2 separate regions of the Sus scrofa genome follow, and region 1 is linked to region 2. Evidence: chromatin contacts called from public HiChIP or PLAC-seq data. All regions are on one chromosome and are shown on one strand. Each heading gives the region's core, a stretch centred on a gene start, on an enhancer-like site or on the middle of the called end of the contact. The rest is flanking DNA. Distances are from core to core; before and after follow the strand shown. Region 1 overlaps HTRA1 (serine protease HTRA1). Region 2 holds the start of HTRA1 (serine protease HTRA1).

The links. HiChIP or PLAC-seq counts read pairs in DNA pulled down with a chosen protein or histone mark.
Region 1: an H3K27ac HiChIP or PLAC-seq map of skeletal muscle shows a contact between it and region 2. The contact joins the enhancer-like site here to the promoter of HTRA1 in region 2. A contact is called at or near these places in 6 of 47 Hi-C or Micro-C datasets (brain, embryonic fibroblasts, fibroblasts and 2 more) and 1 of 2 datasets of contacts at active chromatin or transcription factors (skeletal muscle).

What each region holds. Positions count from the first base shown.
Region 1 is chr14:132,075,641-132,082,393 of Sscrofa11.1, reverse strand. All of the region lies in intron 5 of HTRA1 (serine protease HTRA1), which reads right to left. Among named protein-coding and RNA genes, the nearest start is that of HTRA1, 36 kb to the right of the region's middle. Within about 2 kb of position 4,488, at least 36 of the 83 cell types and tissues checked have an H3K27ac peak or open chromatin away from gene starts, as enhancers often do. A contact at or near this core is called in embryonic fibroblasts, skeletal muscle and subcutaneous adipose tissue, where this site is marked.
Region 2 is chr14:132,041,716-132,047,997 of Sscrofa11.1, reverse strand. It overlaps HTRA1 (serine protease HTRA1), which reads right to left and starts at 4,954. Exons shown (of 11, transcript XM_003133208.4): 1 at 4,879-4,954; 2 at 4,466-4,876. The coding sequence starts at 4,939.

The DNA.
Region 1 (6,753 bases), core at 3,239-5,738, 35 kb before region 2:
AGGCGGCCATGACCATGTGGAGCCCGGGGTCCCAGGGGTCAGGGAAGGAAGGAAGCCAAGACCCTATCCTGGGAAGGCAGCAGGAGGAGAACCCTGTGGGCCCGAGAGGCCAAGCCCCAGCACGCACTCCACCGTCTCACCAAACCCACAAAACACAAATTCAAAGATAAAATTGAAACCGAGACCTCAGGAGTTCCCATCGTGGCTCAGAGGAAACGAATCCAACGAGCACCATGAGGACACAGGTTGGATCCCTGGCCTCCTCAGTGGGTTAAGGATCCGGCATTGCCATGAGCTGTGGTGTGGGTTGCAGATATGGCTCGGATTTGGCGTTGCTGCGGTTGTAGTGTAGGCTGGTGGCTACACCTCCAATTCGCCCCCTAGCCTGGGAATCTCCATGGGTGGTGAGTGTGGCCCTAAAAAGACAAAAATAAATAATAAACAAATAATAAAATAAAATAAAATGGACACCTCAGAGCACTAACCCCTCAAGCATGGAGCCTGTGAGTGCACAGGTCATGTGCCCATAAAGCAGCCACGCCAGAAAAAGAGGTGACAGACCAAGAATGAGACGCTTGGGATTCAGATTAGAGGTGGGGGAGGTTTTCAGTGATGACAAGGTCAAGGGTACATCAAGGGATGGGGGTGGGCAGTGAGCAGGTGAGCCCAGAGGCCGGCTGGGAAGGACCTGCTACATGACACGGAGGCAGTACGTGTGGGAAGAACGGGGGTGGTCAAGTCACCACCATCCGTGTCCCCAAAGTGACATATTATAGCTGCCCTCCAGCAGGGGAGGAGGGGAAGGGGGGGAACGAGGGGGAGGGTGGCTGGGGTGGGGGCGGGGAGGTTCAGATGGGAGAAATAAGAGAAGTGGGGGAGACGGAAGGAAAGAGGAAAAGAACAGGGGATGGCCACGCAAAAACAAAAGAGGGAAAGAACGAACGAAACCGCCCTCTCCTCCTCCCTCACTGTTTATGAACCATCGCCACAATATTTAGTCTCCTGAAAGCTGCATCAAGAAGCTCTGGCATTTCAAATAGTCAAAAACAGCAAGAGTAAGTCTTGCGGTGTAAACGACAAAACGTCAACAGTTCTACAGGGGAGCCCCATGGCCAGGGACTATATATATTCTGGGGCATCGAGAGAAGGAAACGGATCGTCTCATCCTCATCGGGCGTAGGGAACGCATCCCCATCCGTCAGCCCCTCCACTTTTAATCCCTCCCCTCTTCTCTGGTGACGTCAAGTTGGCCACTGCTGCCACAACACGGGTTGGCCACCCAATATTATGAAAATCAATGGATGTGAAAGTGAACACATGAATAAACAAACCAGATCTTAAAAGATGCATCAGGATTTAAAAATTGGGTTTAGTCCAATATTTGGGGTGAGCCAAGGCCAGGCATTTACGTCTGGATAACTGATGCTGGATGCAGCCTGGTTTTTAGGCGTCTATCACGTTGCAGGCTCCGGGCTCAGGTGGACAAAGGCGCAACCCTTGCCCACCTTCCCTGCTGGGAGCAGGCGTGGTCTCAACTCTGGTTGGTTCCGTGCACAACACACAGCAGCCACTTGCTAGCTGCCGAACTGAATTAAAGACACAGTGGCTCCTTATCTGCTACTATTTAGAGCTTGTATGGTCCTATATGCAGGGAAATTGACCAGGATATAACACTCTTGTAAAAAATTTTTTTAATTCTTTTTTTTTTCCTTTTTACAGCCACACCTGCAGCATATGGAAGTTCCCAGGCTAGGGGTCGAATCCGAGCTGCAGCAACAGGGCACAGCCACAGCCACAGCAAAGTGGGATCTGAGCCACATTTATGACCTACACCGTAGCTTATGGTAATGCCAGATCATTAACCCACTGAGCAAGGCCAGGGATCAAGCCTGCATCCCCACGGACACTATGTAGTGTTCTTAACCTGCTAAGTCACAACAGGAACTCCTATTTTTTTTAATCCTTAAAGACATATAAACTCCTCTACATGAGGCTCATTACAATAAGTTAACTTGTATATTCATGACATAAAATGGTGGCATAGAAAATATTCTAACCACAGGGCCAAGGGTTTCTAGGAGCTGCCTGGTAGCCAAAGCAGAGAGGGACATACCATGAAACATATGTTCTTATTAGCAGATTCTTGTGCCTTACTTAACAAAAGGGACTTCTTGATTAGCACATTTATCAGACCATGAGTCCTCAGTTCATCAGAATGTCTTATTTCTGCCCTGCCATAGAAAGCAGTCTAGATGGTTCTAGGAAGCCACTCTGGGAAATAGCCTCCACTCTGCCATGACCGAGAGGTCACCAGCTCATTACAAACCCCTTGCACTTCTAGACTCTCAGGAGACTGACCTCATAAAAAGTTGGAGCTTTCCAGAGTTAGACCAGGAATCCCAAAGAACAATAAGAGACGCAGACAACAGGCAGAGGAACTATCCAGAAGCATCAGCTCGTGTTCTGGAGGGGGCTCTCCTAAACTCACTGGGAAATACGTCTGCACGTGGTCCAAAGGCAAGGTCTCAGGCAAGGCAGAGAAGGAAAACTAAGCAGCTCTCGTGGCCCCCACTCTCCCCCTTGGCTGGCTCTATCTATCCTTCATGTCTCAGCTTGGATGTTACCTCCTCGTTAAGCCTCTCTGTCTTCACTACCTTCAGACAACTTCACAGCCCCGGGGCCTTCCACCGCGTCCTCCCTCTGTTTCTTCTTTGTACCTATCACCCCAGTCTAGCTTACCTGTCCCTGCACCACATGTGAGCTCCGCGGCTTTTGCCCATTGCTGGCACATCCTCAGAACCTAACACAGTGCTTGGCCAAGAGATGCTCAATAAATATGTATAGACTCTATGAGTGAATAAAGAATAACTGAAAGAATGGACCAACTAGACCTTAAGAGATCATTAGGACTTTTAAAATTGGATAATAATGTGCAAAACATCTTTGGACTCACAAAATTCTTCTCTATTGATATAACTGAGAAATGGGTCAGAACTAAGGCCTCTCTCTGTTTAATCAGGCAAGACCGAAGCATCTTCTCCAGCAAAGAAACACAGTCTCCCCAAGAATAAGAGCAAATGAGATCAGCTGCTCTGTCCTTTTCCCCTGAGGTCGCCCGAGTCTTTTTTTTTTTTTTTTTTTTTGTCTTTTGTCTTTTTCGGGCCACACCTACAGCATCTGGAGGTTCCCAGGCTAGGGGTCTAATTGGAGCTACAGCTGCCAGCCTATACCACAGCCACAGCAACGCAGGATCCGAGCCACAACTGCGACCTACATCACAGCTCATAGCAACACCGGATCCTTAACCCACTGAGTGAGGCCAGGGAGCCAACCCGCAACCTCATGGTTCCTAGTTGGATTCGTTTCTGCTGTGCCACAACGGGAACTCCCTCACGCGAGTCTTAAAAGCACATTTTGTTCCAAGCACACTGGGCTCCTCTAGAACAACGTGCTAATCATCTTCCGTTGGAGCTGGCAAAGCTCTTTCTCTGAAAGGCCACAAAGTAAGTGCTTTCAGTTTCACAGGCCACGGGGTCTCCAATCCAGCTACTCAACTCTGCTGCTGTGGAGCAAAAGCAGCCACAGACTCCACAAAAGCAAATGGGCACGCTGTGTTTCAATAAAACTTTATTTACACAAACAGCTGGAGGGCCGGATTTGGACTGTAGGCCACAGCTGGCCAACCCCTGGGTCCCTAGACCCTGCTCCACACTCACTGAACTGGCACACGGCATCCACGCTGCCCTCCCCACTCAGCAAAAGGGACAGGAGACATTCACCTACAAATTCAGTCCCAACAACCTGGGAGTCACTTGGTCAGAACCAAAAATCAGAGTCTTAGTCCAATCCCCTGAAGAGAGAACGCCAACATGGGGGGGGAAAAAAAAGCATTACCATATTAAGAGAAAAACATAGCCAAAGAATTTCCTTAACAATCAACTAAGTTCTTGAAATGGATCCAGAGAACACACAAGGGCTCGGTTTTGATAGTTTGGGGAACTGAAATATTTTCACATTCCACAAGAAGCTGCACTCTGAACAATAAGCAGCCACGTCCCTGTTAGCCTCTGGACCAAGGCCAGTCCAGAGCAAAAAGCTGCTTCCACTTCAGCGTCTGGCTTGACCTCACCTCATGAAATATGGATTCACCTCCCCCTAAAAATGGTAAAAATCCATACGGTAACAGGAGCCTTGTAGCCCCAGTAAGGTCTGTGGCCTCTTCAGCCAATGCCACGCGGGCCTTTGAGCTCAGGGAGAGAGAGAGAGGAGAGACCACAAAACAACCAGGACAGAGGCAGTGGGGAAAAGAATTCAAAATGGAAAAACACAGAAACACAATACGAGGGTAACTATGGTACTGGAAGCCACATTCCAGGCTCCCGCCAACGTTACCAGGATGAGGGACGGGCCGCAGAAGATGCAGAGCTGGTCCAGCACGGGCTCGGCCTTATCTGATTCACTCTGGGACAAGCTCGGGCGGCTGAGTCAGCGCCTTCTGACAATCAGGTTGTCTGAGGAGAACTGGCTGCAGGCACGGGGGGCATGAGTCATGCTTGGTACATGCCACCCCTCCCTCGCCACCATCCCCAGGCCGCCTGGACCCTCCTTGCTCAGAGAAGTCGGGGCAGGCCAGGTTCCGAGGGGCCGGCCTGCAGAGACCAGGGCCGCCTCGACAGCTCCTGGGGCTCGTGCATGGAGGGCCCCTCGCCCCCAGAGGGACCCCAGTTCTGAACTTGATGACAGGTGGCGTCAGCTTTTCTGGCCTCTGCAGCCAGCTCAGCGGTGAGAGGACCCTCTGCCAACGAAGCACCCCCAGGCCCAGGGGTCTCACACTTCAGCCACTTCAAACAGGGCCATAGGTGGCATCTGGCTCAGAGCTGCCCAGGGCCGGATGCAGGCCTGGAGGTGAGGCTGAAAAACCACCTCGCCAGCCTCCCCGAGGCTGCTTCCAAATATTCCCCTAGTTGCTGGCGTCAGGGAAACGCACCCACAGGTAACTGCACCACCTCCCAGGGCTTTGAGCTCCCAATGAGCACAGAGCTACAGGCCCCGGCAAAGCCACCCACACTTCAGGCAACCCCTGGGATCCAACAAGCATTGGCCTCAGAGTCTGGGGAGCCGGGAGTGCTGCTCTGTCACCAGCCTGCCACGTGGTCACCTCCTTGTCTGGAAGGTGGGGCTCAGCTCGCAGCAGGAGCCCCAGGGCCCTCCTGCTCCCCCAGCCCACAGGCCTTGCCTCCTTCTGAGCAGAGGGCTCTGCGTGCACACTCAGGGCACTGTCGCTGGGCACCTACTACATGACAAGTGAGCAAGACAGGTGTGCCCCTCACACGGCAGCAGCAGGGGGAAACTTAAACCCAGAAGTCAATATGACAACTGAAGCTATGATGAGGATGGGAGGAAGGGAACATGAAAGGAATGCGATCACCTCTGGGGCTCTGTGTCCCCGGAGTGACGGGGGTGGACTGGGACAAGGGGCAAGAAGGGCTGTCTGGGGCAGAATTTATCCAGAGGCCGGGAAGATCCTCTACGGAGGCGCTGGAAGGGGACACCCGCCTCCGGCCCCGGGAGGCAAGGCAAGGCCCCAGGAGAAGAGCCCCCCTTTGTAGGAGCTGGCAGCAGACAGCAGGGCAAGCAGCGTGGGGGAGGGATGGGGGATCAAAGAGAATGGGAGAGCGGGGTGCCCATCAGGCTGGGTGGGCCTTCAAGGCCCTAGTAAGGAGTTTAGGCTCTCTCTGTAAGAACAGGGGGAAACAGGGTTTATACAGGGCACACAGGACACGATCCAAACATTGCAATCATCAAACACAAGACATATGCCTTCCTCCCGCCTGTTTCCCGAGCAACACAGCTGGACGAACAGCTGGGACAAAAGTAACTGTCCTTTCCCATCTTCCGCAATACATCCCCCGTCTTGCACTCTGGCCGAAAGAAACAAATATTCTCAAATATTCACTCTCTTTCCTCTCTCCCTCTCTCTCCCCCATCCTCCCTGAACGACTCAGCAAAAAAAAAAAAAAAAAAAAAAAAAAAAAAAAAAAAAAAAAGCAGCATAGACAAAATGCTGCCTTTGGATAAAATGTTGAAATGTTCTACCAACACGGCCCGCGTCATGTTAAGCACATTTGGAAACGGTTTTTATCTGAGGCTGAACTAGTTTGCCCTCAAAGCTGCTTTCTATTAAACTGTTTGTCTGCACGCTGTCCTTCCTTCCTGCAGCTGGCATTCCCCCCGGGTGATCACTGGCCCCGGCCGAGGCCCGAGGCAAGGCGAGCTGCACATCCGAGGGCAGAAGCACAGAAAGCGATGCCCAGCCCGGCTGCGGTTAGAGGCGATGGGCGTGCGCGGGGCCAGCCTGTGCTCCAGCTTGGTGGGGGCAGCAGACCAGGAAGGGACGGCCGCTCCTCCTTCCAAGGTTCTCCCAGCTCCAGACTCCCAGGGAACGTAAGCGCACATGTGTCTGCTCAGCAGTGAGAAGAAAAGCGTTCTTTGGTTACAAGCCCAGAAACGTCTCTGGCACCTTCAAGCCGAGGGAGGTGGACTGAAAATGGGCGGGGGTGGGGGGCTTGAAGGATGGAAGGGAAAGGAGACGGATCCGGCTCAGAAAGAGGAGGAACGCAGACAGCGCTGGGGTCTCGGCGGCCGGGGTGGCAGGGCTTCCGCCATGTAGTTTTTCTGCAGGTGGCATCCAGCGGCAGCTCCAAGCGGAGGATGTGCTTGGTCTGGTGGGTGCCGTGTCCCCCTCCTGACCCA
Region 2 (6,282 bases), core at 3,705-6,204:
AAAAAGAAAAAGAAAAGAAAAAAGTCTTAGAGAAGCCAGTCCAGACTGTAAGACAAGGATGAGGCGACCACAATTCTTCAGAGACTACTTGTCTTACAGGCATCACAGACGGTTCCAGCCAGGGGAGCCCTCGGGGATCACCCTCCCTGCTGAGGCTCCGAGAGGTCGGGGGCCGGTCACCTGGTCCGGTGACAGCCTAGCAAGAGTCAGAGCCAGTCCCAGCCTGCCGGTCCCTCCACTCCAGCGAACCTTCCAAGGAAGCTTCACCCACTGCCAAGCTTGATTTCTTCGTCAAATTAAGCCTGACCAGGGCTATTTATTCCCTTGAAATATAAGCTCATGGAAAGTCTGATTTCTCAATCCAAGGCACAGATCTGTGTCCAGGATCACACAGCTCCAAGTGGACTCAGAATCCAGCCCTGCGGTGCCGAGGCTGCCGGCCGTCTGACCACGGTTAGCTCATGGGTCCTCCATCATCACTTCCTGAATGTGGTTATTTTAAGCGCTAATGCAACCTATTTACGGCTCCTCAGGAGGAATGAAGTTATCCAAACGCTTGGCCTCTATACGCTTGGCTCTCTAGTTTTATGAAACCTTACTATTTCAACTCTTGAGCAAAACCAACAGAGAATAAAAGAAAATAACCAACCAGAGAGGGCAAAGCCTTATCCACTGCTGAAAAGACAGCTAAGCTGGTGCTGGTTCCGGACCAGGAAGGCAGGGCCGGCTCCTCCTCCAGAAGCCCTGCCTTGTTGGGCCTGGGGTGAGACAGGACGGGAGTTGCTGGACTTGGGGACCTCTGGGCTTGGGGCTGCATTTTGAGGGGGGCTTTCCTGGAGTGTGTATTAGGAGGAGAAACGGACCAGGCTTCTGACGCCTGGGGCGTCTTTTTCAGGCCCCTTTCCTGGCTTCTGTCCACTTGTTCGCAAGGCTGTGCAGTGCTATACATCCTGGCCGGTCTTCTGCACTGTTGGGAATCCAGAGAGACTTCCTCTCCCCAAGAGCAGTTTGGGGCCTGGGGCTCTGGTTTGGAGGCATCTTAATCACAGCCCCTTCTGCTTTTCTTCTGCTTTTCATCAGGAAGGGCTGCCCTGATGAAAACTGGGGGCCACCACGGCTTCCGACCCCCAGGCCTGGGGAGTGAGAGCTGTGGCGTGCCCTAGGTTTCATCTCAAGGCCATGGCCATCTGGAGCACTGTTTATTCCAGCTCTTAACTTCGGCTTAGCTGGGGTTGGCTTATAATCTCGGTTTCTCTGTCAACGGCACTGCATGGTGATTGCAAATGGGATGTGGACCAGATGCTCGGGTTCAAGTCCTGGGCAAGGTATCGCTCTGTGACTCTGTCCCCCAGCTGTAACCCCAGGAGGATTACAGCACATCCCTCCTAGGACAGCGAGGACAAGCGAACAGGTTAGCACACGCCTGGCTCAGAACAAGCACCAAAGGTACATTAGCCCTTATTACCAATTATTCTTTGCGATTCCTTTCTTTTTTGTACTCTCCTGACCAGAATCTTTTTTGCTTTAAGCTAATTGAAACCACGCCTGGTCAAAGATGACAGCTCTCTGTTCCCTGGTACAATTTTATACTTGCCTATCCAAACCCTGATGCAGCACTGATTTCTGAAATTGATGCTTTGACTTCATTTCCAGAACCAAGATTAGAGACCCTCTCTGAAGTTTCTGTAAAAGAGCTTCTATAGATAAAAGTGCTTTCTTTTGAACGGTGACCCTTCCGCCATCCAAAGAGCCACGGTGACCTGCAGGCGCGGCTCACCCGCGCGTCCTACCTCCCTCCCCATCGATCTCCAATCCACACAAACCCTCCTGGGGATCTCGTGCATCGTGAAGCCGCTCCTGTCTCAGAAGCCCCTTCCCCACATCCTCGTACTGCTCGCCCCAACTCCAGGCCTCTGGTCCAGCAGCACGTCCTCCAGAAGGCCTCCCGTGGCCACTTCAGCTAAAACAGGGCTCGCGCCAAGCCTCTCAGCCAGAGCTGCAGCCAGGTCACTGGGTTTAGCAATGACATCGGTGACCTGCTCGTGGGCAGGGCTTCCCCTAAACGAAGGCTGGGCTCCCAGGCTCCCCGTCCTCAGAGGTACCCCCAGAAAGACAAGGGTGGAGGGTTGATGGGGGAGAGGACCGCAAAAGCAAAGCCTTCCGCTGAGGACAGGCCACGTGGCCATGACTGTCCAGGGCCTCTTGTTTTTTCATTCATTTGTCTATTCATTCATCACTCCCCCCACACCTGCCTCCTATGTGCCAGGTGCACGTGCACGCACACACATACACAACACACACACACACACACACACAGTGCCAGACACACCGCAGAGCTGAGTTCTTTTGCACAAAGAGGAACAGAGGAGAACAGCTTTGCACCCTCTCCGTCTCTCCCTCCTTTCCAGGCTGCCAAGCTCATCCTTCTGTGGCCACACCCCCCCATCCCCAGCCTCCCGGCTCTCCCAGGAGCCTGCTGCGGGCCTAAGGGCCCCTGGGAGAGGACCTGCTTCCCTCCAGTATTAATGACTCTGCCAACTCCGAAGCTTGCTAAGTGACTCCACCTCACTGGCAGTAAATTAGGTGCTTGAAGCGTGCCAGTTACTCTGGACCCCGCAGCGAGACCACAAACACTAAGCGCTGGCTTGTTTTTGACAAAAACATGCATGTGCTTTTCTAAAATCATCCCCTCACACCCAGACTATTGCATTAGCCCGAACTCCGCGCCCTGGTGTGTTCTGTTAGGTGCATCCTACTCAGGCTTTTTTTTTTTTTTTTGAATTGCCCTGGTTCAAGAGCATCTGAGTACACAGCAGCCCGGCCCATCCTCTTTGGCCCTGGGACTCTGTGCCACTAGTCTAGGTCACTTCTGATGCCTTCCCCAAATGTCCCCAGCCACACCGATCTATTCACCACCTCCCAGACAAGACTTCGATCCGCCTGCCTCCTACTCGACCTCGGGCGCACTTGGGGCCCTCCAGAAACTTCCTTCACCCTGCCTGACCTCTCTTTCCCAGCTCAGGGTTAAGCACCGGGCTGCTTCTGAGTAAGGTTGTCTGGGTTCAAATTCTAGCTACATGGCCCTGGGTAAGAAATTTAACCCCAGTCCCCCCACCTATAAATCAGGAATGGCAGCAAAGGCTCCCTCCTCTTCGAAGGCCAAGTGTGGTCACAAGAGTGACATGCCTGGCACAAGGACTCAATTCATGTGTGTTGTCAGGCCCACCCCTTGGACTCCACAGGTTCAATTCTGCCTGGAATAATTCTCCTCCACGTGCTAACCAGGCTGTTTCCTGAGGGCCAAGGCTGGCTCCCTGCTCCCGTGTTGGTCGGATCCGCAGTTTCTGTTTGACCTACACTGCTCTGGCACCTTCCTCTCTGTGTTGGCCAAAGTGCGCCAGGCCCCAGGGCTGGACCATATTCCTACAAAGAAAACCAAGACCGGCCCCTCTCACTGGGCTCCCCCCTCCCTTTCCATGCACTGTCAGTAGTGAGGAGGCAGCCAGTGGCTGCGGCCAAGTGCACTGCCAAGCAGGGCTGGCCCGTCCCTATACCGCTGGATTGGCCGCAGCTGAACTCCGTATTGTTTTTCCACATGGTCTCTGGGACTGAAGACGAGAAGCATCCCTCTGGAAGCTCCCGCCGTTCGCTCCACCCTTCGCCCCAACACCACTACCTCCCCTGCCAGGACCAGACTTGTTGATACAGAAAAGATGTTTAAGGAGGGAGAGGGGGACACTTCCTCATCCCTAACATGCCCCCCCCCCCCGCATTCCTTCCTCGGCATTTTCCGTCATCTGCTTATTCAAAAGGAGCCACTTTCATTTTTGTAGGGCTGGCTCCAATCATGGGAAGCAAGGCAGGCAGTGCTGCTGCTGCAACGCCTGCTGTACTAAACCCGTGTCCGGCCAGGGGGTCTCCTGGGGAAACAGGGGTGCCGGACAAGCAACAATGCCCCTTTCAAATAAAAAGTTAAAAGTTTCCACGACAGTATCCATAATAAAAATGAATGCATGGTTAATTTTAAAGGGCGAGCAGAACGCGGGCAGAAGCCAAAAAGGAAGGGAAAGAAGCCACAGAACCTAGTCCTTGTGGCCCCAAACTTTTCAACTTTTTATATCCACGTTCCTGCCTTGTTTGTCCCCGAACCCTGACGCGGTGTGCCTTCCCGCGGGGATCCAGCAGCGGGCCTTTCCTGGAGGATACCCCATCACCCCGGCTCCTGGCTTCCGGACACAGCGCGTCCGGGACCCGCTGCGCGAGGAACTGACCCAGGCTGGGCGCAAAGCTCGGTTCCGAGGGATCCCGCGCAATTCTGTCACCCCGAGGGCCGGTGCCCGCCTCCCCCAGCCAGTGGGTGCCCGGAACAGCCCGCAACACTTCGCCGCCCCCGGCCTGGCCCTTCCGTTCCGCCGGAGCGGGTCGGGACCCGGCGAGACTGGGGAGCTCCCCAGAGCGCAGATACCTTGGCCGCAGGCGCCGCGCTGCAAGACGATGACCGGCGGCTGGTGCAGCCTCTCGGAACGGCGGCTGGCAGCGCGCAGCTGGCACAGGTTGGCGTAGGTGTTGGCGTCGCTGCCGCACACCGGCTCGTTGCTGGCGCACACGCAGAGGCCGGCCTGCGCGCGCCGCCGCACCGTGGCCGAGGCGGGCACCCCGAAGGGCACCACGCACTGCAGCCCCTCGCCGCACGGGCCCTCCTGCAGGCCGCACTCGGCCCCCTCGGGCGCGCCGCACACCTCGCAGCAGCCGCACGCGTCGCGGACGCGGCCGCCCTCGCAGTGTCCCGGCGGCGGGGCGCAGCGCGCCGGCTCGCACCGCTCCGGACACCCGGCGGCGCCAGGCGCCGAGCGGCCCGCCCGGGGCGGCAGCGCCAGCCGGGCGCCGCGAGCAGCAGCAGCAGCAGCAGCGGGAGGAACGAGGCGCGCGGGGGCTGCATGGCGGCTCGTACGGCGGCGGCGGCGGCGGGCTGGGCGAGGGCCGGAGAGCAGTGCCGGGGAGAGCGCGGGAGGGACTCCGGGCGAGCGGGTGCGAGTGCGCGCGGCCGCGCGGCCCAGCCCATTGGCCTCGCAGCGGTGACGAGCCGCCTTGGGGACGGGCACGGCGCCCGGGAGGGGGGCCGGCCGGATGGCGGGAGGGCGGGCGGGCGGCTGGACCGGGGACCGCCCGCGGCGGGGGCTGGGCAGGCGCGCCCGGGCACGGCGGGGCTCGTGGGCGCGGGCGGGGCGGCGTGCGGATGGGTCCGCCCGCTCGCGGGGCTCGGTTTCCCGGTCTCCGCTTCCCACGGATCCGCCTGTCTCGGCTTCCCTCACCGCGGCTGGCGACCTTAAAACCAAAAAGAGGCTCCGCACCGGAGAACCTGCTGGGGCCCCGCGCGCGAGCGCCAGGGAAAGTTCCTGCAAATTGCCAAGTTGGGGACCCGCCCCCGCCGCGGGAGGGGCCGTCGCCCAGACCCCCCCCCGGGCGGCGGTGGCACCGCTGGCCCTGGTCACGCGCTCCAGAGGAGGAGGATGGGTACCTCTCTGGAACTGACCCCCGTGCTGGGCACGCGCGACCATGACCGTGGACCCTGTGTGCAAAGAAGGCGGGGCCCGCGGGGCTGGCAGAGAGCCAGCGCTGACCCACGGTTAAGTGAAAAAAGCAAAGAGCAGAAGTAATTAGAATATAGCCATGGGAATCAAATTCTTTTAAAAAGTTGTTATGGGTGAGATGTGTGCTTGTACATGCACAGAACAGCTCCGGAAGGAGACGCGAGAAGCTTCTAACACCAGGGATTGGATAGGGAAGGGGGAGTTTGGGGTGGGAAAGGGGGCGTTGTACTGTTTGAATTTTTCACCGCGGGCATGATTATCTCAAAACATTAAGTAGAAGAGCTCGCCATTGATCTCCCACTCGACAGTCTTGGGTGCATCATTTTAGACAGACGCCAGTCTAGGTGCCGCCAGGAGGAGCGGGGCGACCCTGGAGGTGGGTCCCTGAGCCCTGGCCGTGCCAGGCCGGTGGGCGGCGGCCACTGAACCAACGCGTAGCAGATGGGCAAAGCTTGAGCCTGAGGACCTGGCAGGAGGCAGGCTCACACAGTCCTGGGCCCGGATGGGGCAGAAACTCCCAAAAGTCTTTTGGGCTGGCCGCTGGGCTGAGATGACCTTCCTGGGGAGGGGAGGGGGCCCTGGAGGTCGAGCGACTTTTGACTATTCTGCATGTGGGTTGTTCCCTTGTGCACGCAGTACTTTTCCAACGAAAACAATTTAAAAGTAATATCCAAATAGGTATAATCCCCAC